7 separate regions of the Mus musculus genome follow, and all the other regions are linked to region 3. The links are chromatin contacts, called in public ChIA-PET, Hi-C, HiChIP or PLAC-seq and promoter capture Hi-C maps. All regions are on one chromosome and are shown on one strand. Each heading gives the region's core, a stretch centred on a gene start, on an enhancer-like site or on the middle of the called end of the contact. The rest is flanking DNA. Distances are from core to core; before and after follow the strand shown. Region 1 holds the start of Rsu1 (Ras suppressor protein 1). Region 2 overlaps Cubn (cubilin (intrinsic factor-cobalamin receptor)). Region 3 holds the start of Mindy3 (MINDY lysine 48 deubiquitinase 3). Region 4 overlaps Rsu1 (Ras suppressor protein 1). Region 5 overlaps Rsu1 (Ras suppressor protein 1). Region 6 has its middle 26 kb from the start of Gm10851. Region 7 holds the start of C1ql3 (C1q-like 3).

Region 1 (3,636 bases), core at 261-2,760, 850 kb before region 3:
CGGCAGTCTCCAGGCTAAGGGGGCAGGGTAGGGGTAGAAGACATCAAATCTTCCTGCATTTGACTTTGGGCTTCCAGCCTTCAGAATTATGGCGTTTTGTTACACCAGCCCTAAATGATGCTTTAAACTTATATAGTAAAACTATCTCCATCAGAAACAGCCAGAGAAAAACTATCAGTAACCTTTCAAAAAGCACTAATAAATATTGATGCTTTGGGCTTAGAGGGCTCACAGAAACTGAAACTGCATCCACAGCTTGTATGAGACTGTGCTAGATCAGTGCTCTCAGCAAATGTCTAGCTTAAGAAGTGATGAGGCAAGCCGGGCGTGGTGGCACATGCCTTTAATCCCAGCACTTGGGAGGCAGAAGCAGGCGGATTTCTGAGTTCGAGGCCAGCCTGGTCTACAGAGTGAGTTCCAGGACAGCCAGGACTATACAGAGAAACCCTGTCTCGAAAAACCAAAAAAAAAAAAAAAAAAAAAAGTGATGAGGCCTGGACAATGCAAGTTGCCTGCATTGCAAGTATCATCGTTTCATCTGAAGTGTGTTTAAGGAGAAATTTCTGCTTTCAAATTCAAAGTGCCGAATCTTTTTCTAGTACCTGCTTGGCTCATTGCTTATATATGTGTGTCTAAACTTCTGCACGTCTGTCTGACTGCTTATCTGTCATGTACCTAATGCCAGAGGAATAATTCTGGAATGATTTCCTATTTAATAGTGTGAAATTGTCACTAAGATTAAGTTTTTTACTGGGTCATCAAGATCTAGTCATTAGGAGGTAGAACCCAGAGGGTCAGCAGAAAGTTTATCTATCTATCTATCTATCTATCTATCTATCTATCTATCCATCCATTCTATTTGAAGAAAGTGGGAGAGTTCTAAGAGCCAAGATTTCACGGTTCATGGGTGTAAACACCAACTCAGACTTCTGACATAGTCGTGGTTTACTGTTAGCATCTAACCCTAAGGGAGATAGATTCCAGTTCCCAAGACCAAAAGGAACGGAGCAAAACAGTTAGATACAGAAACCTGTGAGTTACCAGCTGAGGACATAAGTTTCGGGCGGAATCTTTGTCTTCAGAATCTTTACCATAATCCAGACCTCATACCTCCACCAGGTCTGCGACAGCCAGGGGCACACGAGGGACTCACGGTAACAACTCTCCGTGGGAGGGGACCGGCAACGAAAGACGCAGGACAAAAGAGAGTACCTGACTTGTGGATTTCTCAGGACGGAACTCCAAATCCCTCAACACAAGCTGCATTCTAAGAGTCTACCTCGGTACCAGCGACCAGCTTAGAATCCCCTGCTTCCGCCCACAGAACTTTGTCCTTCAGCTAGCTTACTGAGCATGCGCAGAATCTAGATCACATGCACTTGCTGAGTCCAATTCAAGTTCCAAACTCAAGAAGATGGGCGTTCCTCAGCGTAGGGCGGAGTCTCTGAGACTAAAACGTGTACGATTGGTCCGCCTCGGGGTCCACTTTCTTCAGTGGGCAGAGCCTCGCCTGGAGCCACAGCTGGGAAACAGTTCTCCTAATTTGGGAAGTGTCAGGCCGGGAGGGGCGTGGGGTTGGCCGGATTTTGTGTGCGCCTGCGCGATCGCTGGGACAGGGTGTGTTCCTGCTGCGGGATCCTGTTTTCGGCTGATCCAGTTCATCGCTCTCCACCCGAGTTTCCCTTGCAGGTCCCTAATCACACCCACCAGGTGTTGCTCGCTGCGGTGAGTGTGCGGGGTCCAAGTCCTCCATTAAGGACTCCATGGTGATACCCATTCTCCCCTAGGCAGCCCTGGAGAATTCAGCCTGGGCCTCTGCTCCTTTCCTGCCTTAACCTGCCCCACAACCCCCAGGCTCCCATTTTTGCCATCATCCACGTGCTTTGTTGTCCTTTGCTACAGAACATGTCCAAGTCACTGAAGAAGCTGGTGGAGGAGAGCAGGGAGAAGAACCAGCCGGAAGTGGACATGAGTGACAGGGGTATCTCCAGTATGTTGGATGTCAACGGCTTGTGTAAGTTCTCTTGGACAGTTGCTAAGTTTGTAAGTAACTGCTCTCTTGGGAGGCGAGTTTCGGAAGCCTGCCATTCCACCTTTGCTCGTCACTTGGTCACTTGTCAGGAGCTTGCAAACCACAGTTAGTTCTGCTGGGACTGGTGAACCAGATGAGAACGTCACACGAGGTGTGCTGCAGTTCCTTCTCAGCGGGTGAGGGAGCTTCATAGCTTTGAAGTCCATCTTCCATGTAGTGTCCCAAGTAGCCATTTTTGTTTGTAATTTGGAAGTCACGTTTTACTCTATGAATCATGAGCTGGTGGTACTCAAAAATTACATGCATAGTAAGAATTCTTGTGCCAGTAGTATTTTCAACATTTTCCTTCATTACGTATTCCTGGGTCATTCTCCCATTTGTGTTCAGGCATTGCTCAATCTTGTGATCCAAGCTCAGCACCCGTTTAATCAGGGTGTTGCTTTCAGCTGTGAACTTATATGACTCTTACTTTATTGTTTTTTTCTCATCTGTAAAACCAGACAGGGAACTCAGTACAAGTGGGAATGGTCATAAACTCCATTGCCTGTGCCCTTCTCATGGGCATCTCCTCTTCTCCACATGGAGACGGTTATCCCCATGTGTAAATGCTGCATCACTATCGCCAGATTTTGTGTTGAGAATTCTAGTGTCCACTTTTTCATGATCTTTAAATTCTGCAAACTAATTCTGGTCTTTGAAAACACTTTTTAAGTAAGTCACCACGCTTCTGTAGGTTCCTGTGACTTCATTTGGATCCTCTGAGAGCTTAACTGTTGAGAGTGGTACCCCCACATTCCTCAGCGGGACATACAAGGTCTGATTCTGATCATAAACCGATCCCTTCCATGCATTCATTCCAAGCGATGTTGAATAAGCTCCACTGAGTGACCCTGAGCAGCCAGATCTTCCTGACTTGCAAGTCTGTTGTCTCCTTATCTATATGCCTTTCCACCTGACGTCCCTTAACTTAACTGCCAAGAGTCAGCTCAGACATCATAGCCTATGAAAAACGTTCTCTTTCTATCTTCCTGTGTGAACCCACCTTTCTACAAGGCACAGATTGCATAGCCTTTAATTAATTAATTTTTTAAAAAAGATTTATTTATTTCATATGTGAGTACACGGTTGCTCTCCTCAGAGACACCACAAGAGGGCTTCCATTACAGATGGTTGTGAGCCACCATGTGGTTGCTGGGAATTGAACTCAGGACTTCTGGAAGACCAGCCAGTGATCCTAACCGCTGAGCCATTTCTCCAGTCCAATTAATTTATTTTTAATCCAGTAGACTCTCTTCCTCATTCGAATACCAAGAGAATATGCAATGCCATGCTTGTGTTCTTGAGAATAGTGTCTGGAACACAGTCGGCACTCTAAATGTTGATAGGAGTCAGAGTAGGATGTTAGAACATCAACCAGAGGGGAGCTGTACAGAGACCTTAAAGTCAGTGGATAGCTTCCTAGGCATGAAGACTCTTGTCTGTTCTTGGAGTACAGGCTGGGATGGATGTTGACACATTAAGGCCAAAGTGGACTGCAGACATCTAGCTATCATGAAGAGTCCTGCTTTGACATACCCTTAGCATCTTGATAACTTCTTGGTTTG
Region 2 (3,966 bases), core at 1,184-3,683, 990 kb before region 3:
AGTACCACCATGCTGTTTTCAGATCTGTATATTTTAAAAATGATTGTGGCTACTCAAATAATATGGAGATCCATTATTGGGCTTGAGGTGGAAAGCGGAGGAGATGGGGCAAAGCCCCATATTGCTGTGGAGAAATAATGTTCAAACTGAGGACTTTTAAGAACATTCTAGAATTGCTTTCTTGACTCTTCTTCCATCCTTGCAGAGAGAACTTAGCATTCATTCTTGGACATTTGAGGAAGATGTTTTTCACCCTTAGTGCAGTATCCCTCTCTTGAACATGCCATCTGTGTTCCTCCAGCTAACCAGCAGCTCAGCCCAGTGGCATCTGTCTCCTCCCCCAGCAGAGAGCTAGAATCCTCAGCAGCCCCAGAGCTCTCTGTGGGTGGCCTTTGACTTCCACGTCCCCTTAGTCCACAGATGCAGCTCTGCTTAGGATTTTGTCTTCTCTTTCTCTCTTGGAATCTGTTTAAAGACAGAAGTTTCTATCCAGTTAAAGTTTGTTTTTTCCTAACCTCTCCAAAAAGGGAAATGAAAAAACATGTTTGTATTTGCACATAACTGCTGGTCACATGTCCATACAACTGCTTCCATGCAGGGTTCCCGAACAATCTCTCAAGATCCAGAAATTCTGTTGTCAGTCTAATAGTAGTCTTCTTTAGTTCTCCTTGAAAAATATCATTGGAAATGAAATTTCTTACTTGTGCAGTTGAGGAGCCCATTATTAGAATCAAATCTGTTCAAGGAGGGTTTAATCAAATCAGTTGAGCCTGCTGACAGCTGTGGGGTGGTAAGAATAAAGCTTCATGTTCCTCAAATATTCCCTGGCTAGAAGTGACCCTTAAGCATCGGGCTCTATTGCAGACCTGCTCAGTCCTTTCTATGCTGCTCAGTAGAGCATGACGGTTTAGAAAGAAGATTCTAGAGCCAGTAAGCCTGGGTTTAAATCTAAGCTTGAATAACCATGGATGGGTTGTTCAGTCTCTGGGTGTCATTTCCCTCAGTAAAATGGAACAATCAAAGTAAATGAGCTAATACACACAAAGAATGAGAACAGGGCCTAGCACACAGCAAACAATGCTAACTGCTGTTCGCGGTACTAATCGAAGCAGAGCTCCTGAGCCAGCCATAGGGATTCATAGTGCATCCATCCTGCAGGCGGAGGGAATTAGTGGCCCCTCGTTTAGAATTCTTCCTTTTCTTTTTGCTGATGACTGCAGCCAGCTTCCTCGATGCATCTTGGCACCTTGCACAAAGTATAAATGAGAAATGACAACACCCATATTCTAGTCTACTGATTTAACTGAAGCTCTTTGAGGAAACAGAATGGAGAGGTTCCATTGACACATTGAAGGTTTGGAAACTGTTAGTAACGGCCTTAAAAACTGCTCCGTGCTTCTCTATAATCCTTTAACAAAGAATGAGTATATTTGCTACAATTTAACATTTTTTGGCTTTTAGAAAGAAAATTGGGGTGAAGAAAACAATCAGTTTTCTTTGCATCATTGATGCATTTCACAATTCTGCATTAACTACACTTGCACTCACCTCAGTTTGTAGAGACTTCATTGCAGAGTTGCTAGGCATTTTAACCCCCAGTAATGCCCAGCATAGGACACATGCCCATAAACAGTGCATTATTATTCTAGCATGAATAGAATCTCCCAGACTAAAGAGAGGCCCATTGGACACGCAAACTGTATATGCTCCAGTACAGGGGAACGCCAGGGCCAAAAATATGGGAATGGGTGGGTAGGGAAGTGGGGGGGGGGAGGGTATGGGGGACTTTTGGGATAGCATTGGAAATGTAATTGAGGAAAATATGTAATAAAAAATATTAAAAAAAAAAGAATCTCCCAGACTATGGTTCAGCCCCTAGCCTTTTGCACTGTCAAAAGCTGTATTTGGGACCTGGGGAGTTGTTTCAGTTACTAAGTATTTGTCACACAAGCAAGAGCACCTGCGTTCAGACTCCTGTGTAAAAAGCTGGGTGTGATAGTACACCTCACATCTCTGTAACCCCAGCACTGGGATAGGCATGTGGAAACAGGAGGATCCCTGGATCTGGCCAGCCAACTTAGTCAAATTGGGAAGAAACTTTGTCTTAAACAGAGTAGAGAGCAATTGAAGACATCCAGTGTTGATCTTTGGCCTGCACACAGCAGCATTCACATGTGCTTAGACCCACGTGCTCAAAAATACACCCTTCACACATAAATACTTATGTGTCCACCCCAAAAGCCATAGTCTACAAACATTTTCCCCTTTATGATAACAGAGTTGTACACAGAGTGTCCCCATGTGTGAACAGCACAGCTCCTTCCTTCTGCCTCTCAGCCTTCTTCCAAAAGCCACAGAGCTTCTCTGTCTGAAGCCTGGTAATTAAAAGCTCCCTTCCTGGTTAGAACAAAGCAGAGAAGCAGAAGAGGTTTTGTGTGTGTGAGCCACAGTGGGTTTGACTCTTTGATCAGGGCGCGCCTCCTTGCTCATTTCCTGAGCAGATGAGTCATGTTTCCTGGAACAGTCCTTTAGAGGAAGTGGGCTTCCACAACGTTAGCTGTCTGCTAATAGCCCTGCTTACAGTAGAGCACCTGCCACTCACAAGTGAGTTTAAGTGCATTCTATAGGCCAGACATTTAGTTTTGTCTCCATACCAGCTGGGAGAATATAGCTTTCTACTAGGATAATCCACATTCAGAATTTTGAAAAGTATAGCAATGAAGCTGATCTCTCTTACGTCATTAAGCAGTCCAAGATGCATCTTAGACAAGATGTTGACTCCAAAATTGTCTGGGTAAAATGTGATTTTTTTGTTTTGTTTTGTTTTTCCAGACAGGGTTTCTCTGTGTAGCCCTGGCTGTGTTCTGGAACTCACTCTGTAGACCATGCTGGCCTTGAACTCAGAAATCCTCCTGTCTCTGCCTCCTAAGTGCTGGGATTAAAGGTGTGTGCCACCACTTCCCGGCGATTTTTTTTAAATTATAAAAATATATGAATTCTTTATTTTTTAGGCGATCAAAATTCTTTTCAGACAGAGAGTGGTGGTACACACACACACACACACACACACACACACACACACACATCACAGCACTTTAGAGGTTGAGGCAGGAGGATCCATTTACAATCAGACTGGCTACCTAAGACCCCTGTCTTTGGGAGAAGAAAAGAAAATCGTTGCCCTTTTCTGACCATCCTCACGATGAAGAATTTTCAACTGACTAGTTTGCTATATAAAATGATGCAGAGCTGCAGCCTTCAAACAACCAGCCTTTGGTTCAAAAGAGCTCTGGTCTCTGCTCCTCATAGCCTCTCGAACTTGAAGCATAGGATTCAGATGAATAAGAACAAAACCTACCACAATTTCCCAAACTACCGTTAAGCCACTTAAAAATCCCTTTACATGCACAAAGTTTGACATTATTTCCCACAACTTTCCACCTCTCTTCCTCCCATACTTAAGCCCAAAGCAGAAAAGTCCAGAGGCATCTACTATCAATGCTTGTGAGTACACTGCACAGGGAGGACCATGGGTGCAGGCACACTGCAAAGAGAGGACCATGGGTACAGGCACACTGCACAGGGAGGACCATGGGTACAGGCACACTGCAAAGGGAGGACCATGGGTGCATGCAGACTGCACAGGGAGGATCATGCATACAGGCACACTGCACTGGTAGGAAATGCTGGTCACAAGGTTAAGTTTTAAATATCATAAATCTTAGTTAGGAATTCTGGTTTAACTTTTTAAATGGGGAAGATTTCCAATTGCAGCATTAGAGACATTATATACCCACATGCATACACACATGCATGCATACATACATGCATACATACATACATGCATACATACAAACATACATATATTAGCTTTTAAAGTTGGCTTGCAGAATAATCACTGCATTTTCATATCTATTTGATCTATATTGGGGGCCACTGTTCACAGCTCCCTTCTGCTTCCTTTTT
Region 3 (3,897 bases), core at 1,280-3,779:
CAAAAAGAGGACCAAGAAGTTCATCAGGCACCAGCCAGACCGATTCGTGAAAATTAAGTAAAACTGGCAGAAACCCAGAGTCATCGATAACAGGGTGCGAAGAAGATTCAAGGGCCAGATCCTGAGGCCCAACATTGGTCACCGGAGCAACAAGAAAACCAAGCACGTGCTGCCTAGCGGCTTCCGGAAGTTTCTGGTCCACAATGTCAAGGAGCTGGAAGTGCGGCTGTGTAACAAATCTTACTGTGCTGAGGTTGTTTGCAGCGTGTCCTCTAAGAACCGAGGAGCCATCGTAGAATGAGCAGCACAGCTGGCCATCAGAGTCACCAATCCCATCGCCAGGCTACGCAGTGGAGAAAATGAAGAGATGGCTTGTGTGCATGTTTTGGGTTAAAATAAAATCACAAAAACTGCAAAAAAAAAATTACACCTTCCGTTTGAGATATGTATGTCTTAAGAGTTGGCAAAGCTGGAATGTTGGTTTGTCACAGGAAGTAAATTTTAGTCCTAACTTTCAGTATATGTTTCACTCCTTTGATTAATACTTATTTTATTATAATATTTCATGCATCTGCATTTTAGGAAAAAAGTAAATAACTCTCTGCAATTGTAAGGATACCATGGTCATAGAGAGTTACAGATGAAGTACTGTGAAATTTCACAAGTTATTGTTGGTTTAGACTGTAATGACTGAAGAAAGCTTTATGTAAAATAACATGCATATTCTGTCTTATAAAATAGCTAAGATTCACTGTATAAAATTAGGTTAAAGAAAACTCTAGGACCAATAAAATAGCACATTAGTAGATTAACACATAAAACAGATTAATGAGTTTGATGCCTAGCCTGAAACATGCCTTCCATCCTCAGGAATGAAAGACCCCATTACCTCAGGTTTTCCTCTTATACTACATGTGTGCCATGCTATGCAAAAACCCATATGTGCAAGTGTGTTTACACACACACACACACACACACACACACACACACACACACACACACAGACACACACACACAGACACACACACAAATAAATAAATGTAATTTTTTTTTTTTTTTTTGAGACAGGGTTTCTCTGTATAGCCCTGGCTGCCCTGGAACTCACTTTGTAGACCAGGCTGGTCTTGAACTCAGAAATCCATCTGCCTCTGCCTCCTAAGTGCTGGGATTAAAGGTGTGTGCCATCATGCCTGGCATGAATGTAATTTTTTAAAAAATAATATAGAGAATACAAGAGACATTTTTAAAAACTCATGAGGAAGGCCGTGGTCACAACAGGTATTTTTAGCAATCCCCTGGTACTACAGGGAAGAATGCTTTAAAAAAACTATACATTAGGAAACCCTTGTTTTCAAACTGGGTGATTTAAAATGAGTTCATTTATCTTAACTAGTTAACGTGGAACAAGATAAGATATCTGTATTTTGAAATCAGCAAACTATGTGTCTTGAAAAATTACTATATTAAATAGCAAGGTGCCTAAAATGTGAGTCATTGGTGTTGCATCAAATTGCCACAAAATATCTTAATGAATAAAATATCCCTTGTTTTGTGAATATATTCCATATGCCAGAAAGGACCTGGATCCTTTTACACATTTTTTTTCTTTTATACCTCACAATATGTGTAATGGTGATAAGTGTATGGCAATTACTAATTTAGGGAACAACAATCAAAGGTGGAGTGAAGCTAACTTGATATTCAGCATGGAAGAGTCTGGGGTTTTCATGACTCAGAGTCCGACTTCCAAATAAGTATGAAATACTGCATTCCAGAAACAAATAAGCAAACAAACACCCCAATGTCCACAAACTTTTATAATGCACATTTGCCCTTTCCATTCCTAATTGTCAAAGCCAACCAATGAAAATTCTTTTTTAAATGCCACAAATAGTTTTCATACTAAGTATAATGGAATGTTAATCCTTGAATAAAACCTGGGTCTTTAATCCCAAGTACTGCCAACATAGGGGCCTTAAAATTTCGATATGAAATCTGTGCTATTTATCAATTGGTTGGTTTAGGTCAGCTTAGCCCCAGTTAGCTTTGTAATGTGTTATACCTGTAGAGGTATTTTAAATACACAAATGCATTTACAGGTGTAACTAGCTAATGACTTGGTTGGATTTTTTTTTTTTTAAGGTTTATCAAGAGACTGAGGAAGGCAACTTTCAACTCAAGGGTATAGCCCATCCTCTTATAATTCTAGCTTACATAATATTCTAGATTTCAAGGACCAGGTAACAGCAAAAGCCTCAAAGCCTGCTACAAAAGTAGAGCAGAAATCAATTTTTTAAAAAAGGTTAAGAAAAAAAGTAGAGCAGAGTCCAGGAGAGGAGGTCTCAGCCCCCTGGTAGGGCAGTGCAAAAGTCAATAGTCCAACTATCCCCAAACAGGACAGCTCCCAAAAAAAGCCAAAGTCTCCTAGCGTTTAGAGACTCTCTCTCCACTTCTGCTTCCGGGGAAGAGATTTTTTTTTTTTCTCCCAGCCCTCCGCGGGGGCGGGGCTAAAGGAAGCCGGAAGTCAGGCCGCTTCCGGCAGGGGAAACTCCTAGTTGCCGCTTCGCCCGGCTTGACAGGCGGTCTGTGCCGGCAGTGTGCTGCCCTCACCCATCTCGACCTCCCGTTCGCGTCCGACCGCTGCCGTCCCGCTGCCCTTTTCTCGAGCCTCCCCTTCCCTATGTTCCGGGACCGGAGTCCGAGAAGCAAAGACCCACTTCTTGTCCAGTTCCCATCATGTCCGAAGTGACCAAAGAGCTGCTGGAGCTGGTGTGGGGCACCAAGAGCAGTCCCGGACTGTCGGACACCATCTTCTGCCGCTGGACGCAAGGTACCAAGGCAGGGCTCCGTTCCAGCCGCTCAGCTTGGGCTCCGGGAGTCGGGCCAGGACGCCTCTTTCGGTCCCATTACCCCCGCTCCACCATCTCGCCCCGACCCCATCACCTCGGGTACCTGGCGCTTGGCCCCAATGCCCATTCTTCACCAGTACCCGTGCTTGGTCCCAGTAACCACGCTTTAGGCACTCGGGGCACCCGCGTTCTGTCCCAGTAGCTCCAGCCCCTCCGGTCCCCTCACTCCTTCCCTGTGCTCGCGCTTAGTATCCCGGCTTCAGTCCCTCTAGTATCCGCACTCTTTCCCCGTACCAGCCCTTGGTCCCAGTACCCCAGCTGCGGCTGCTCGGCTTCCCGCACTCGCTTTCTTTCCCTGTACCGGCGCTTGGTACTAGTACAACTCTAATCTTCCGGTACTCGCACTCTTTCCTACAGAGTTTGATCCCAGTACCCCTGCTCTGACCACTTTCGGGACTCTGCGCTCAGTTCTAGATCCCGGACTTGATTCCAATAACCCGGCTCAGACACCTCGGGTACTCTGTGTTAGGTTCTATTGCCATTGCTCTGGCCTGTTGGATACCCAGAGCTAGTACCCCTGCTCCAATTAGTGGTTCTCAGCCATCCTAATGTTGTGACCCTTTTATGCAGCTCCTCATGTTGTGGTAACCCCTAATTATAAAAGTATTTTGTATAAAAGTACTTCATAACTGTAATTTTGCTACGGTTACGTAGTAATATAAATATCTAATATGCGACTCCCAGGGGGTCGCGACCCACAGGTTGAGAACCATTGCTCTAAATGGCTTTTGATGAGGAAGAGTTTGAGTGAGAGAGTGTTTACCAAAGAACGCAAGTGCCTCTGCCACTCTGGGCTAACCTGCTGCAGGAGTGAAAGGGGAGGGGCCCTGGGACTGCAATGTGTGATACAAAGAGGGTGCCACTGTTAAGATCATTACATCTCCAGCCTTCGAGTGAGCTTTAAGTTATCGTCAGTGTTTGGAATGTTTTTTGGATGGGTGGTGGGAGGGTGGAGATCTAGGTGAGTAATACGGGAAAGCAGTTTCAT
Region 4 (3,994 bases), core at 1,163-3,662, 710 kb before region 3:
TGAGTGGCCAGTAAGTATGGCAGTTGGAGAAGGAAAACTAGCAACAAAGAGAAAGGAGGCCACACCATGTGGATTCTTTATTTAGAGATCTAGGAAGACCACACAGTGTGGCTCTTTTATTTACAGATGCAGGAAAGGTAATGAGGAAGAAGAGCACTGTGAAGAGAGAGAGAGTGGATCAATCAGAAAGAAATCTTCTGAAACGTGTACCTACAGGATAGTAGTGTGGGCTTACTTAAGTCTATTTCTAACTTTTTATCTTCAGCTTCTGTAGAACTAAAAAGATATGGAACAGTAGTTATCTAAAGTCCCACCTTACTTTTCAGGAAATAAAATCCAATCCCAGCTCTGTTTAGTGAGCTACCTAAGGAGACAGAGATTTACCCACAGGATTTCAAGCCCTGTTACCAGGCCTGGACCACCTCTCCCACCCATACCTCTAAGAGCTACTCCATTCTCCCCTGTCTTCAGAGTTGAGAGAGACCTCAGATCCTTTGGGTCACTTAGCCTGAATAACTCATCTCTCCTTAAGACCAAATTATTACAGTAACAGAAAACAACTCTACAACTAATGGTCACTGGATGATTGTTATTTAATCATCACAAGGTGGAGATAGATACTGCTTAAGCCTCTGTGTTATAAGCGCATAGTGTGTGTATATGAGTGGTGTGTGTGTGTGTATCTATGTGTGTGTGGTATATATTTGTAATATGTATGTATGGTGTGTATATATTCATGGTGTGTGGGGTATTGTGTGGAGGTGTGGTGTGTGTGTGTGTGTGTGTGTGTGTGTGTGAGGGTTGTTTACATATGGGTATATGAGGATATGGCATGGGGGGGGGGTATCTGTGTAGTGGTATTGGGATCTGTGTGGTATATTTGTAGTACGTGCCTGTGAGTACACCATTGGAGCCAAAGCAAGGCATCCAGTATATTTCTCTTTCACACTTTGTGTTATCTTGACAATGTTTCTTTTATGGTTTATTTTGTTTTTGTTTTGTTTTGTCTTTTATTATTTTCTTTAGTTACATTTCAAATGTTATCCCCTTTCCTGGTTTCCCCTCGGAAAACCTCCTAACCTATCCCCACTCCTGCTGCTCACCAACCCACCCACTCCTGCTTCCCTGTCCTGGCATTCTCCTTTGCTGGGGCATCGAGCCTTAATTGGACCAAGGGCCTCTGCTCCGATTAATGCCCAACAAGGCCATCCTTGGCTGCATATGTGGCTGGAGCCATGGGTCCCTCTATGTGTACCATTTGGATGGTGTTTTTTTTTTTTTTTTTTTCCCTTTGGAGCTCTGGAGGTTCAGGTTGGTTCATATCATTGTTCTCCTATGCGACTGAAAACCCCTTCAGCTCCTTTGGTCCTTTCTCTAGCTCTTCCATTGAGGACCCTGTTTCTTATTAAACCAGAAGCTCAATTTTGGGGGTGGGAGTGGGATGAGGAGGAAGGGAGGGAGGGAGGTGTTGGGCAGGAAGCTAGGTGGGATGAGGAGGGAGGGAAGGAGGTGTTGGGCAGGAAGCAAGCTGCCAGTAAGATCTTGAGCTTCTGCACCAGAGTGCCAGTTTTGTAGGCAGGCATATGCCAAGTCTAGCCTTTCACATGACTGCTAGTGGTCTGAGTTAAGATCCTCATGCCTGTAGCGCAAACGCTCTTATACAGTGGCCCAACCTCTCAGCCCCCTGGCCTCTTTAGAAAAGGAAAACCTGAGATCCAAGGGAACGGAGATTTTCCCAGAGTTCCATTTAGTATGTGGAAGAGCCAGGACTCAAACTTGGGGCTTCCCATGGAGTGCAGGCCCAGCCTACAGATGGCCTGTCGTCAGGCTGCTTCCTTCTCCCAGAGCCTGAGTAACACAACCGTGTCTTACAGTCATCCGTTAAGGTATTGTAAGCGTCAGGAGGCTTAGTGATCACGTGGAAGGTGGAGGACAGTACTGCATGTTTTAGTTTTCATTTTCATTTTGTTATAGTACTGAGTGCACTGTTTGGAGAATTGCGTGGAGAAGATGTGCAGAGAGTGCTCAGTAGTTCGTTTTCACTGGTAAGCACGCAATCACTCTTAGAGTCAGCAGGCAGCAGGTCTTGAGTTTGAGTCCCCAGCCCCAATGTAGAATCATAGTAAAGGAAATTAGATTTAAGATAGCCTAAGAACACAACCCAGAATCTAAGCCCAGGGGCCCCCACTTTTATTTCTTATTTGTCGTTACCTATAAGGAAAATCACTAGAAAACCAAGTCTTAGGTATGCTCACTCTGGTGAGCCAAGATTGGATGCTGAACTAGACAGACAGCTCAAGCACGTTTTATCTTCGATAAATGTCAGTTTCTGCCTTGAGATCAAGGCAGACACATAGCCTTTGTGATTCAGTGATCAGGAAACAGCATCTCAAGCGTGGGGCACAGGAAAAGCTCAAACATGTCCCCATTGGGAGGTTATGTATACGTAGTTACATCCTTTCTGAGCTATAGCAGGGCTGAGTCCTCGTGTCTTTACCCGAAAGATCTTTCATGTACATTTCTATGTATATGCGTTCTTCCCTGTCTTTCTGTGTTATTTTGAAAGGCACAAATAAGAGTTGTTATTTCAAACTGTATCCTTGAAAGTTGTTTGGCATCAGAATCTTGGGTATAGGGATTCATTTGGCAGGGAGTCTGCAGGTCTTTTTTTAGTGGGCAGTAGAACCTAGCTGTAGAATAAAACTTAACTTGTAAAATTAATCTGTAATACTCACAGGCAAAATGCGGAAGAGATCAGAATTAATCTTTAAAAAGTACCAGGCAAAAGGCAGATAGCCTGGACTCAGAAGACAGTGGTATTCATGGAAGTGACAATTAATTATTTAATTCCAAGGACACATTATAGTCTACAAATATATATCACGTTCACAATTGACTACCTATTTTATGTGGCAGAATACCAGCTTTGCATATTTATTAAAATTATTCATAACTGCATAGCCACCTAGATGAACTGTTGAGTTCTTGTCCTGTGTTCCAATATATTATTTTTTCCATTTTATCATGGCATGAGACCAGAAATTTGTCTAAATTTCATAGTGATCTGTGGCATAGTCAGCATCAGCATCTCCTAAATCCATATTTTATCATTTCCATTTTGCTTAACATAATCTTTTAAGATTTAAAAAATAGTAAATATGCATGAAAAAAATCAGTTCTTTTTTATCTTTAAGAAACAAGCTCTAGACAAAAATCTTTGTTGAATTCTTTCAAGAAAGCTATTATTATATGGTGGGCAATTGGGTGTCAAATAGTCTTTTTTTACCTAAAAATCCACACAAGACATGAATTTTTTTGGAGTGGAAAAAAAAGTAACAGTAGTTTTCTGAGTGTGGTGCCTCCCTTGGGTGTTATGTGTTGATCTATATGTTAATGTGTTGTTCTGGTCGGAGCATACAACAATGTGGGATGATGACTTCTGAAGACAGTTGGCTTTCACTTTATATTCTAAGCCTGAGACTTTTGTTAAACGTGTGTGTGTGTGTGTGTGTGTGTGTGTGTGTGTGTGTGTGTGTGTGTGTGCGCACACCTACACACACCCAAAGGAGAATCCACTGCTCTGCCATTCTGTCTCATTCTTCTGAGAATGAACCTGGAGCTAGACTGTCAGTCAGCAGCCCCCAGTGATCCTTCCGTATCTGGGACTGCAGGTGCATAAATGGCCACGCCTACATTTTTCTATGGCACTTGGCATCCTCATGCTTGTACAGAAAACACTCTTATCCACTGATCCATTTCCCTAGTCCTTTTACAGAACTTTCTGGACATCAGTAAATAGTGTTGGCCTTCTAATGTGGCCAGGGAAATGTACATAAGATAATGCACATAGGTCCCTGAGAGCTGAGTTGGCCATGTAGTGCTCATTTAATAAATAGTAATTGTTGTGAGCGACAGTGATGGTGTGTCATAGAATGTCACAGAAGGTGTGAGCTCGAGTTTAGGAAAAGAGAGATGATAAAATGACACTTGTCTC
Region 5 (3,942 bases), core at 202-2,701, 810 kb before region 3:
AAAAGATGATTTTCTAAATGAATGAGAAGCAGGTATAAAAAGTGCCAGTAGGCGCCACCTGATTTATTAGCTTGAATTTACATTTAAAAATAAGATTGCATTTGTAATCTTAGAGCCCACCCCTAGTCTTGAGTGGAATGTGCCTATACATATATACATATATATTAATTTTTAAGTAATAAAATTCTTGTGACCACTTTCGCTTTCTCTGTTACTCAGTCCAGTAGGACAGACTTGTCCTGGTGTGATTAATTAACTGTTGACAGAATTTTGATTTTCTATTCAGTCTGAACTGTCTTTTGTTTGATTTTTTTTCATAATTTTTATTTTCAGTATCCTTTCTCCTCACCTCTATGTTCCTTCTTCTCTTTATGTTACCACTTTCATCTCTGAAGTCATAGCTCCTATGCCGTCCGTCAGAAAGCTTAGATGAACTCCCCTTGTTTCTGTGAGGCCCTCTTCCCCTTCAAAATAAACCACGACCATGTGGTGTGTAAAACAGAAGGCTCCCCACAGCTCATCAGGCTGTGGGGGACAGCACCCCACATGTGGAGTTAACTGAGAATTAAGCAAGGCGAGAGATAGCATTCATCAAACTGTACCCTCTGTTAAGTGGAGGAATTACACTTAACGTGGTTAAATAATCAGAGTCAGAGGTTCTGATCTTCTGCACCCTGAGCCTCTGCACTGCCATCTCCCCTGGCTACTTCTTTAAGTGATTTATGTGTGCACTTTAACTGTTCCAGGCAAGGGAAACCCAGTGCTTAATGGACCGAACACTTCTGTGGCTCTGATCTTTGTTTCCGTTAGACCAGGCAGACTTGCCAAGGTTGGAGGGTGGTTTGTGTGTCTTGTTCTGTCTCTGGCCATCTTCGTCACCTCCCCTCTCTTCCCTGTTCACGGAATGACCCCTTTCCTCAGCCTCTAAGCACATGGTCTGATAGGCAGAGCACCCCATGCGGCCTCTCCGTGGTCATTCTCAGTTGTAAAGAAAGGCAGAAATGTGGGCAAACGGTGCTCTGAGCAAGTGCTGACGGTTGGACTTAATTAAGTGTTATCTGCCGCTTATTGTTCATAATCACACCTGAACATACATGTGTTCATATACTACATTATATTAACTATACTATTATAGTGTATTACATATAATAAAGCATACACATCAAAGAGGCTGAGCAGGTTGTTTACGCCCCAAGCTTGCTTCCTCTGTTGATGGAGGATGTGTGTCTTTTTAATTTTTGTCTCTTGTTTCTCTTCGTCTTTCTAAACTTTCGAGGTATTTTTTGAAGCAGGATGTCTGTCCTGATCTTCCGTTTCACTGGACGTCACTTCCTCTCCCCGGCTTCCAGAGCCGTTTCTCCTCCTTTGGATGTGATGGTCCCAACCAGCTCCCCAGGCAAAGCTAGCTGCTGATGTGTGACTGAGTTAGTGGGGAACCAAAACCACACCACGTGTGATTAGGAACATATTTCTTTTCTGCTAAGCTAATGCAGACTCTAGGTGCCAGTCAAATTGTGTCTGCTCAGAAGGGAGGCAGTTCACACCCGTCATATCTTTAGGAGTTGCGTGTGGTTGTGCATGCCCTTTTTGTAGCTCAGGGACGTACATTTTTGCCTGTTTGGCTTCATATTACAAACCCACTTTATTGCTTGTTTGTTACAATTTCCTTCTAATTTTTATATAACTGATTGTTCGCTTTGTAGTTGGTAAGAGGGTGACACCACAGTTGTGTGTCTGTGCAGTGGTTAACTCAGGATTTTTTTTTTTTTGTTTTGTTTTGTTTTTGTGGTTTTGTGGTTCATAAAACTATTTAAGCTGCAGAATCCTAAGGAGGCCCATGAAACATGTGTGCCCTTGGGCACTCATGCTCAGCAAATACTTGTTGATTAGCCACAGGTAGAATTACTTTAGTTACCTGTATGTCTAATAATATTTGGGGAGATGGTGGCCTTTATTAAGGTAGGGGCTTAGATAATTGGCGAATTTTTACTTTTACCTTGAGGGCCATCTAAAACCTGTTAAAAGAAAACTTGCTTCAGTGTTTCATAAACTTTATGTTTTTAAATAACCTATAACTACCGTAATTCACTGCTTTAATAGCTGCTTTGGAGAAAATCCCATAAAATCTGTGAAGCACAACATGATTAGTTCAAACTTCAAACTCGAACAGTAATATATAATCACTTCATTATTCACCGTGTGTTTTTGGCCAGAAAGCAAAGGTAATTAATCACCCTAAGTACAAATGACCTTTTTTATTTGCATATAAAATTTCCAGAATCATGTGAGAGTTAAGATCTCTTTTTTACATGGAGTCATTGAAATGGCACCTAAGGCTAGGTAGGATTCCTGGTTTGCTGTAGGAACAGCACATATGTAAGGAGTCTGGACACTGCATCTGGTCGGAATATGGGGCTGGTCTCTAGTTGTGTTGGGTAAGGATTGACGGCTGGCTCTGTGACTTGACTTTCACCAGCAATTCCACACAGACTCTGTAGTGTTGGCGTCATTCAGGCTGCAGAAAATGCTACCTGTCCGTCTTTTCTAGAATGGTTAGATCGCTCCTGTTATATATCCTGAGAAGCCTTGCTTATTTTCACGTATTATCCTGTTGTTGGTAGCATTTCTTTATCTTCCTTGTAGGAACGAGCTAACTTAGTACTCTTCACTACTCTTTACTCTTTCAAAGAAAGGCTGTAAAAGCCTAGAGTGTAACGAAATAACACCACATTTACATTCTTTATTGCAGCATCCAGAATACTTACGTTTACATTTTTATTGGTTATTGTGTGTTCATGGTATGTGTCTGTGTGTGTCTCTCTGCATGTGTATGTGTGTGTCTGTGTGTCTCTGTGTGCATGTCTGTGTGTGTCTCTGAGTATATCTGTGTGTATATTTGTGTATATCTGTTTGTGCACGTGGTGCATATGTATATACACATCTGTGTGTGTCTATGTTTGTGTATATCTGTGTATGTGTCTGTGTGTATGGATCTCTGTGTGTGTGTCTGTGTGTGCATGTCTGTGTGCATCTATGTATGTGAGTATCTGTGTGTGGTAGGGTGGGTAGGACAAACAACATACAAAGTCACTGAATTACTTCAACCAGGAACAAATTCATCATGAGCAAATGTGGTCCAGTAGAGACAGGTCGGGTGTTGTATGGCAACACTTGTGTATGTATCTGTGTGTGTCTCTGTGTGTGTGCGTGATGCGTGTGCGTGTGTGTGTGTCTGGATGTATGTGTGCATGGTGTGTGCTTGTGTGTGTGTGTGTGTATGTGTGTCTTTGTATATCTATCTATATATATATATGTGTGTGTGTGTGTATGTGTGTGTCTGTAAGTCTCTGTATGTGTGTGTTGGGATACACTTGCTATGATGTGCATGGAGGTCAGAGGAGAGCTTTGTGGAGTTGGCTCTCTCCTATCTTTATGTGGGTTCTGGGAAGATCAGACTCAGCGTCTTAGATTTCTGTGCAAATGCTTTACTCCTCAAAGCATGTTGCTGCCCCTCCAACACACCTTTAATGCGCTAGGGTGTTTGAAACAGTGCTGTTTGTTTTCATCTGTTTTGACCTCTCCAGGGTGATATTGTTGGGGGCTTTTGGATCTGGGTTAGGTGGTATCTTTGTGTCCCTGGAAATGGACAGGAGGGGACAGTGTTCAGCCTCCTACCTCAGCAGACATGTGTACCCCCAAAGCTCTTTGTTGTAAGGCAGGCACTCGGCCCTGTGAGGTGCCTGCTCCAGGTTTCCCTCTTCTTGTCCTTGTGGGAATTTGCATTCTATCGGTGGCATCCCATAAAGGAAGTTAAAACTGAACCACGAATCTGCTTCTTTGAAACATATGAGTGTTGGGTTTTGTTTCTCAGCTCAGCAGTCACTGGAGCTCAAAACAGCTCTTGGTTCTTCTGTAAAAGTTATCGGAGTATAACTCGCACAA
Region 6 (3,415 bases), core at 295-2,794, 870 kb after region 3:
AAGCAGGATTTCAGTGAGTTTGAGGCCAGCCTCGATTACATGAGACCCTGTCTCAAAACAAACAACCAAACAACCTAGCAACACTCTTCTGTTTTTCTCTACTCTCTTTAATACTAACTCTAGTTTAAAAACAAACAAACAAACAAACAAACCCTAAAACCAAAAAAACCCAAAACAAACAAACACACACACAAACAAACAAACAAAAAACCAAATAGAAGTCGTAACAGAGAGGTAGTTTTGAGATTTTGGTTTTTAAGAATAAACGCCTCCCCCCACCCTCTCCTCACCCCTGTTAAAGAAACTAGACTGTAGATGGAGAGAGATGTGTCTGACCAGCTGTGATGGATGAAGTCACAGCCTCTCTCTGAGTTTGGTGTTGTGGTGATAGTAAGGGACCTCCCGCCTTTCTGCCGCAGACCCCCGTGGTGTGACATTTTATAATATGGGTGGAGGGAGGAGTGTAGGGCCAGATCGCCTCATACACTGAGGTAGTACATGACACTTCAGCTAGGCATCTTGTCTCCCCACTGGTCTCCAGGGTGACTGCGGCTGTCATGAGGGAAGACTTTCGGTATTAGGGCTGACCAAGAAGCAGGACTGTAGAAACTGGTTTTGAGATCGGCTGGAATAGGAGAAGTTAGGAAATGTGAGATCTAAGAGAACAAAAAAGGAGGACAGGAAGCATGTCAGTTAGACACAGGAAGTCACGAAAGTCATGGTTGCATTTGGAAGGTGCTGTGGAGAGAGGTTGAGGTGGCACTTCTGCAAAAACGCGACACCTTAATGACCGGATCTTCCACGATGGAGACGGTTGTCCCACATACAAAAATCTCCAGGTTCTGGGGTTCCATCTTCAGCACCACAGAGAAGAAGAAATAGGGGAAGGGAGAAAAATGGAGAAAAATATCAGAGCCTCATAGGTATGGCTTAGTCTAAAGCCTGGGCTTGTGACTAAATTTCTTTTTTTGAGGTTTCTTTCAGGCCTAGTGTCTTCCAACAATAGGATTTTAAGTGTTCTTGCATGGGTTCGTTGTCAGAAGGGACAACAAATAGTGGGTCAACGTTTCACTAGCAATGATGGGCTGGGGAAGTAGCTCACTGGTGAAACTATGCCCACAATGTGCATGTAGCTGCGGTTGGATTCCCTAGTGTCACAAAAACAAGACTGCTGAACACAGCAGTTCATACCTGTTAATATCCACAAGAGATGGTGGCCAGAGGATTGCTGAAGAGTTTGAGGCTGGTGAGAGCTAGTTAGTGAGGTTCAAGGCCAGGCTCAGCTACAGTGTGAGATTTGGCCAAAACAAAATAAAACAAATAACAACAACTAAATGAATACAAAACCCAGGGCCATGTACATAGCTCAGTGAACAAAGTTCTTTACCATACAAGTCTGGTGGCCCGGGTTTGATCTCCAGAACCCATGTAAATAGGTGGAAAGAGAAAAATGACTTTTGAAAATTGTCTAATCTCCATACTCACTCATACCACAGAGGGGTGGGGGTGGAGGAATCTGATGCCCTCTACTGGTCTCTGTGGGATCCTGCACATAAACTCACACAGGCGAGCATGCTAAGTAAATCCTCTTACAGATTAGAACTGTTCTAGATGTAGTGGAGGGGGAGGGGCAAAGGGCAGGAAGATCTCTGTGAGTTCAAGGCCAGCCTGGTCTGCACAGTGAGTTAATGCCCCAGTGAGTTTATGGACAGCCAGAGCACCAGAGAGACTTTGTCTCAAAAAAGAACTGTGGAGGAAGAGGGGGAGGAGGAGGAGGAGGAGGAGGAAGAGGAGGAAGAGGAGGAAGAGGAGGAGGAAGAAGAAGAAGAAGAAGAAGAAGAAGAAGAAGAAGAAGAAGAAGAAGAAGAAGAAGAAGAAGAAGAAGAAGAACTGTGACCATTCCCTAAACAAAATCAAAGGCCAGGCCTGTGGTTCACACCTGCAGCCCAGTACTTGAGTGGAGGAGGAAGGCGGTAAAGGTTACCCTCAGCTGAAAATCCAGTTACAGCCTGGGCCATAAACCGCTGTCTCACAAAGTTCAAAACCAAAACCAATCAAAAAAAGCAAGGAAGTAGAGTTTTAAAAACCATAAAAATAACCAGGCCCAGACTCCTCCAAGAACGAATAAAAAAAAATAAAGGAAACAAACTCTCTAAGTTCTTCTAGCTTCTTTGCAGGTGCTGGGACCTAACAGTAAGGCTCTTTGTGTAAATCTGTGACCTTCAGGTCCACCCTCAAGGTGCTTTGTGTGAATCCTTGACCTTCAGGTCCACCCTCAAGACTCTTTGTGTGAGTCTGTGACCTTTATGTCCGCCCTCAAGGCTCTTTGTGTGAGTCTGTGACCTTCAGGTCCACCCTCAAGGCTCTTTGTGTGAGTCTGTGACCTTCAGGTCCACCCTCAGAGACCCCTTAGTATTAGTATGTCTGCTTGAGAAATAAGCAAAGAGAGGCTGAGAAGGGTTAGGTATCTTGCTAAAAGTCACACAGCAAATTATGTGAGGAACAGAGCTGCCTTTGCATCTGCCTTTCGAACATGGACCCAATCTGTCACATGCTGTGTAGTCTGGCCTGGCCTGGCCTGGCCTGGTCTGGTCTGGTCTGGTCTGGTCTGGTCTGGTCTGGTCTGGTCTGGTCTGGCACAGAATGGCATGGTATGTTGTGGCATGGTATGGTGTGTTATCTATGTCAGAAAAACAGCAAGTGATACACTAAACCTCTATTAACAATCAAGCTCTTTGTGAGAAGTAGAGAGACGGCATCACGTGAGAGATATATGCTCATTGGTGAAAAAAGGCCTCGACTCTATATCCCAGTCAGGACCTCCTTTTTTCTCTCTAAGTGCAGACCCCAAGACATCCTTAAGGAGGGAGCTTTGTCAGCCACTGATTCTCTCATTGATCCCACAGGAGCTCTGTGGTCTGAGGGAAGGTAATAGTTTCAAGTCTGTTTTAGTATCTGCTATCCAGCCCTCAGCATAGGTGGGGGCCACTCATCCCACAGGATGATGATCGGGTTCACTGACCAGTCAGTCTGTAAATAAGTATACCTCGGTCACTGCGCTCCCGCGAGACGGTTCTGGGAGTGGCTTAGGCAGGAAGAGGCAGTGGAATGACTTGGAAGCTAGGAAACGAGACACTCATAGGTCACCTTCATCAAGTACTGTCTGAGTGATTTCATTGAAGCCACTGGAGTCCATTTACCTATGTGTCTGAGAAGGAAGTGAGCTAATGCTCTCTTGGCTCTGACTCTGAGGTCGGTGTTGTCCAGTTGCTTGGATGCTTGTTACACACAGACACCAAGTGTGTTTGGCTTGCGGGGCTTCAGAGCAAAACTGGATGTAAGAAGAAAAGGGTGTGTGTGTCTCGGTAGGTATCGTAGCTCAGTTGATAAACGGCTTGTCTAGCATGCACAGAAC
Region 7 (3,621 bases), core at 146-2,645, 590 kb before region 3:
TAAATCAAGAAATGTCCTTTGGTTTTTAAGTACACGTCACTGTTCTCATCTTATTTCATCTAGAAGGCTATGGAAGCAAATGCTAAGGTTAAAAAAAAAAGCACGCACATCTACTGTCTGGAAAATTGGAGAGAGCCCTCCTTATGTTAAAAGTGGCATTTTGAAAAACACCTGAAGCACTGATTGTGGATGAGCCAGAGGAGAAATGTTGTCATCAAACCTCCCTCCTTTCAACCTTCACTTCCACCTCCAACAAGAGCTGTTGGCACTGGGGAAATAGATTTAGGTGTGACCCTTGAGTCCTGAGAGCAGTTGCGCAGCTGTCTCCCTCCCCCTAGTATGACCAGCTAGGGCGCTGCCATCGTCTGGGCTAGACAAGGAAGTATTCAGGGTTTCACTGTTCATCCCTTGCTGAGAGGGGGGAGAGGCCGAAAAAAAAAAATCCCACATTGTCAGAGTAATGCCAAACTCTGTGTGAGTGGGATGAGCAGAGCAGATGCTGCAGAGAGATGCCAAAGCGGCTCCCCTTCCTCTGTGCCTTGGGTTCCTATAAATTGCTCCGGCGCGCGTTTGTCAGCCTCCTCTTCTCCTGGCAGGTGGTACCCAGGCAGAATTCTGCGTTCAGCTCTCTCGTTCAGCTTTTCGGCGGCGAGGCTCTCGATGCTGCTGGCTAGCTCCTATCTCCTCTGTCCCTGAGCTTCTCTGAGCCGCGGATCCTGCGAATTGCCATTGCTCCGCGCATCTCAGGGGCCTCCCGACCCCAAGCAACCGCAGCCCTCTAGGGTTGGGGGGTGCGTTTCTGTTGGAGTTGCAGGAGAAAAAGAAAGAAAGAAAGAAAGAAAAAAAAAAGAGACAAGGACAGACGAACCAAGCCAACAAAAGAAAAGCAAGAAGCAGAAAAAAAAAAAAGGGCAACTTCAGACAGAAAGTTGGTGAGAACTGGCGCAGTCTGCAAAAAAGGAAAAGTCGATCACGGGCAGCAGCGGCATAAAAGTGTGAGCTGCTCCGGACGAGCGCAGCAGGCGGCAGCTGGCTTTGCCCTCCGGGTGGCCGCTCCGGCACCCGCCGCAGCCACAGGTGCGAAGGGGCTGGCAGGAGGCGAGAGGGCGCCCTGAGCACCCCTCCCCCCAACCCCCACCCCCAGCTCGGGACTTCAGTTCAAGTCACTTGGCGCCCCAGCTCCCTCCCTAGCCGCAGCCTCAGCGGGGGGGAGCAGGAGCCGGTCAAGAGCGACCGGCGCGCGCCCGCCCAGGGGAGTTGGGGTTCGAAGGGGGATTGTTTTCGGCTCTGAAGAGGTCCCCGCCCAACCTTCAAAATTTTGTCCAAAAGCAGACAAGAGGATCGGCCCGCGCTGAGCCGGCTCGTGGGCAGCAGGAGGCGCCTGATCGCCGCCGGGGCGCTGGGGGTGGTGATGGTGCTTCTGCTGGTCATCCTCATCCCGGTGCTGGTGAGCTCGGCCGGCACGTCGGCTCACTACGAGATGCTGGGCACCTGCCGCATGGTCTGCGACCCCTATGGGGGCACCAAGGCTCCCAGCACCGCCGCCACTCCGGACCGGGGCCTTATGCAGTCCCTGCCCACTTTCATCCAGGGTCCCAAAGGCGAGGCCGGTAGGCCGGGGAAGGCAGGCCCGCGTGGGCCCCCGGGAGAGCCCGGACCGCCGGGCCCCGTGGGGCCCCCGGGCGAGAAGGGAGAGCCGGGTCGCCAAGGCTTGCCCGGCCCGCCTGGGGCGCCCGGCCTGAACGCGGCCGGGGCTATCAGTGCAGCCACCTATAGCACGGTGCCCAAGATCGCCTTTTACGCTGGCCTCAAACGGCAGCACGAAGGCTACGAGGTGCTCAAGTTCGACGACGTGGTAACCAATCTCGGAAACCACTATGATCCCACCACGGGCAAGTTCACCTGCTCCATACCGGGTATCTACTTCTTCACCTACCACGTCCTGATGCGCGGAGGGGACGGCACCAGCATGTGGGCTGATCTCTGCAAAAACAACCAGGTGAGCGCGGGCAGGCAGTGGGGAGGGCGGAGAAGGTGCTGACAAGAGGGAGGAGACCCCGGAAATGGGGGTGGGAGCCCGCGGAGGAAGGGTGCGGCAACCCGGCTCCCCGGGCTAAAGCGAGGGGGACTCTGTGACATGCTGGAAAGGCGGGGGTCATACGCAGAGGAGAGCGCCTTGCAGCCCAGACAAGGTAGTTTTAGGGTGCCAGAACCGTGCTCGGCGCGTGCAATTGAGAGCATAACCCTCGAGGGGCGAGAAACTGGGATCTTGGCCCCGGGGCCAACTCGTGAACTTGCAGCAACTGTCTTACAGCAGGCCGGGAATCCCTGGTCTGTGGCATTATCTGCAGTTTAGAGTCGCTTCCAGCCTTTTTCTGAGAATGTAGAAGGTTTCAGAAGCCCGAAATGGGCGTGTCAGGGCTCCAGATTCAGAGGAGATAGACCAGCATTCCGGGGAGGATGGAAGGACCCCAAGAGCGAGTCTCAGACAAGGCTGCCCAGGGCTCAGACAGCACTCTGCCGCGCGCATGTAATGGCATGGCCTTTGAGAGGCTTTGGGCGGTGAAACTCAATAGTCACTTTACACTCCAGTTAGTTTCCAAAGGAAGAACTGCTGGGAACAGAAAAAGTTGCATTTACACTGTAACAGTATAGCAGCTGGCATGCAAACACAGGAACCCCCACTCTTGGAGTAGGAAAAGGAACAAGAAAGTGGTCCGGGAAGTTGCCGGGTCAGAGCTCAGCCCTTTCACCACCCACTATCTCCAGGGCAGCGCGGCAGAGGCCCTTCCTAATCCTAGCCTACTTGATCACAGCTGCCTTGCCTGGCTTTGCATTGGCTGCAAAATAGCCTCATATGAGCCTGAATCAGGACCTGCTCTTCAGAGCTGGTAGGTGGTGCCACAAGGAACACTGGCTTGCAGTGCGGGCCAGGACTACTTTGCCTTTGTTAGAGTCAAGTCAGTGCAAAACCGAAGCATCTTTGTTCTTGTAGCCGCAGGGAGAAAATACACTTCTAACTACCTAAAAGTGTAATCAGACCTTCTGCACAGTCCAAGTAGCAGGCACCCGGTGGTGAGGCCTTCGTACTGGTAGCCAACTGTGCTAGCTGAGTTCCTGAGCCCTACACTTTGCTTACTGACCAACAAGAAGAAAGATCCCGCGTCCCTGTCATCACCTTCAAGATACCTCGTTTCACGCAGTAATTTTGACTTATCAAGGGCCGGCGTGCTCTAGGTCTTTGGTCCCCTGAAAATTCAGATATTATCTAGACGCAATTTTCTACTGAGCACCTTTAGGGCTTTCTTTCTTTCTTTCTTTCTTTCTTTCTTTCTTTCTTTCTTTCTTTCTTTCTTTCTTTCTTTCTTTCTTTCTTTCTTTTCCTTCCTTCCTTCCTTCCTTCCTTCCTTCCTTCCTTCCTTCCTTCCTTTTACTCAAGACTCATTTTAGTGTCAGATTTTTTCCAAAGGTAAAAGATGAATGTCCTAATTATGATACACTTTTAAAAGGTATCTTCTTTTCTGCAAATCCCTTCAAAGAACACCCAGGACACTAGGAATAATACAAAATTTAAAAAAAAATTAAAAATGAAAAAAAAATAAAAAGAAAACATGGCCACCA

What was found. Promoter capture Hi-C pulls out the DNA fragments that hold promoters and counts their contacts. A called contact is a pair of places that touch in the nucleus more often than the background predicts. ChIA-PET counts read pairs in DNA pulled down with a chosen protein or histone mark. HiChIP or PLAC-seq counts read pairs in DNA pulled down with a chosen protein or histone mark.
Region 1: a promoter capture Hi-C map of liver shows a contact between it and region 3, with 7 times the contacts expected there. The contact joins the promoter of Rsu1 here to the promoter of Mindy3 in region 3. A contact is called at or near these places in 16 of 39 promoter capture datasets (the 3T3-L1 cell line, the C10 cell line, the HPC-7 cell line and 9 more), 2 of 15 datasets of contacts at CTCF or cohesin (the NIH/3T3 cell line and large pre-B cells), 9 of 484 Hi-C or Micro-C datasets (CD4 T cells, CD8 T cells, LSK cells and 5 more), 34 of 115 datasets of contacts at active chromatin or transcription factors (the 230-238 cell line, the SCID.adh cell line, T-cell acute lymphoblastic leukemia and 26 more) and 4 of 9 other capture datasets (adipose tissue, embryonic stem cells, liver and 1 more).
Region 2: a contact with region 3 is called in an H3K4me3 HiChIP or PLAC-seq map of bone marrow-derived macrophages, with 6 times the contacts expected there. The contact joins the enhancer-like site here to the promoter of Mindy3 in region 3. A contact is called at or near these places in 3 of 39 promoter capture datasets (the HPC-7 cell line, hippocampal neurons and liver), 4 of 484 Hi-C or Micro-C datasets (B cells, CD4 T cells, Th1 cells and 1 more), 2 of 115 datasets of contacts at active chromatin or transcription factors (bone marrow-derived macrophages and pancreatic cancer cells) and 1 of 9 other capture datasets (liver).
Region 4: an H3K27ac HiChIP or PLAC-seq map of regulatory T cell precursor shows a contact between it and region 3, with 9 times the contacts expected there. The contact joins the enhancer-like site here to the promoter of Mindy3 in region 3. A contact is called at or near these places in 4 of 39 promoter capture datasets (the 3T3-L1 cell line, embryonic stem cells, hippocampal neurons and 1 more), 2 of 484 Hi-C or Micro-C datasets (CD4 T cells and cortical neurons) and 4 of 115 datasets of contacts at active chromatin or transcription factors (cardiomyocytes, embryonic stem cells and regulatory T cell precursor).
Region 5: an RNA polymerase II ChIA-PET map of memory CD8 T cells shows a contact between it and region 3, with 22 read pairs. The contact joins the enhancer-like site here to the promoter of Mindy3 in region 3. A contact is called at or near these places in 11 of 39 promoter capture datasets (the 3T3-L1 cell line, 3T3-L1-derived adipocytes, the C10 cell line and 7 more), 5 of 484 Hi-C or Micro-C datasets (CD4 T cells, CD8 T cells, double positive thymocytes and 2 more), 20 of 115 datasets of contacts at active chromatin or transcription factors (T-cell acute lymphoblastic leukemia, acute myeloid leukemia, bone marrow-derived macrophages and 14 more) and 1 of 9 other capture datasets (liver).
Region 6: a Hi-C map of Th1 cells shows a contact between it and region 3, with 4 times the contacts expected there. The contact joins the enhancer-like site here to the promoter of Mindy3 in region 3. A contact is called at or near these places in 1 of 39 promoter capture datasets (pre-B cells), 1 of 484 Hi-C or Micro-C datasets (Th1 cells) and 1 of 115 datasets of contacts at active chromatin or transcription factors (large pre-B cells).
Region 7: a promoter capture Hi-C map of hippocampal neurons shows a contact between it and region 3, with 4 times the contacts expected there. The contact joins the promoter of C1ql3 here to the promoter of Mindy3 in region 3. A contact is called at or near these places in 2 of 39 promoter capture datasets (hippocampal neurons and second pharyngeal arch cranial neural crest), 3 of 484 Hi-C or Micro-C datasets (Th1 cells, embryonic stem cells and myocytes) and 6 of 115 datasets of contacts at active chromatin or transcription factors (bone marrow-derived dendritic cells, embryonic stem cells, forebrain and 2 more).

What each region holds. Positions count from the first base shown.
Region 1 is chr2:13,269,289-13,272,924 of GRCm38.p6, reverse strand. Rsu1 (Ras suppressor protein 1) reads left to right here and starts at 1,510. Exons shown (of 9, transcript NM_009105.4): 1 at 1,510-1,725; 2 at 1,903-2,014. The coding sequence starts at 1,906. It overlaps Gm13270 (a long non-coding RNA gene), which reads right to left and starts at 1,348. Exons shown (of 3, transcript XR_865976.2): 1 at 1,213-1,348.
Region 2 is chr2:13,412,223-13,416,188 of GRCm38.p6, reverse strand. All of the region lies in intron 27 of Cubn (cubilin (intrinsic factor-cobalamin receptor)), which reads left to right. Among named protein-coding and RNA genes, the nearest start is that of Cubn, 78 kb to the left of the region's middle. Within about 2 kb of position 2,433, at least 226 of the 459 cell types and tissues checked have an H3K27ac peak or open chromatin away from gene starts, as enhancers often do. A contact at or near this core is called in B cells, the HPC-7 cell line, Th1 cells and 2 more, where this site is marked.
Region 3 is chr2:12,418,092-12,421,988 of GRCm38.p6, reverse strand. It overlaps Mindy3 (MINDY lysine 48 deubiquitinase 3), which reads left to right and starts at 2,529. Exons shown (of 15, transcript NM_024185.4): 1 at 2,529-2,830. The coding sequence starts at 2,737. It also overlaps the pseudogene Gm13321.
Region 4 is chr2:13,131,004-13,134,997 of GRCm38.p6, reverse strand. All of the region lies in intron 8 of Rsu1 (Ras suppressor protein 1), which reads left to right. Among named protein-coding and RNA genes, the nearest start is that of C1ql3, 120 kb to the right of the region's middle. Within about 2 kb of position 2,412, at least 13 of the 459 cell types and tissues checked have an H3K27ac peak or open chromatin away from gene starts, as enhancers often do. A contact at or near this core is called in regulatory T cell precursor, where this site is marked.
Region 5 is chr2:13,230,955-13,234,896 of GRCm38.p6, reverse strand. All of the region lies in intron 3 of Rsu1 (Ras suppressor protein 1), which reads left to right. Among named protein-coding and RNA genes, the nearest start is that of Rsu1, 38 kb to the left of the region's middle. Within about 2 kb of position 1,451, at least 31 of the 459 cell types and tissues checked have an H3K27ac peak or open chromatin away from gene starts, as enhancers often do. A contact at or near this core is called in CD8 T cells and memory CD8 T cells, where this site is marked.
Region 6 is chr2:11,545,955-11,549,369 of GRCm38.p6, reverse strand. It overlaps a transcript of Pfkfb3 not described here. Among named protein-coding and RNA genes, the nearest start is that of Gm10851, 26 kb to the right of the region's middle. Within about 2 kb of position 1,544, at least 66 of the 459 cell types and tissues checked have an H3K27ac peak or open chromatin away from gene starts, as enhancers often do. A contact at or near this core is called in Th1 cells and pre-B cells, where this site is marked.
Region 7 is chr2:13,008,638-13,012,258 of GRCm38.p6, reverse strand. C1ql3 (C1q-like 3) reads left to right here and starts at 1,395. Exons shown (of 2, transcript NM_153155.2): 1 at 1,395-1,999. The coding sequence starts at 1,412.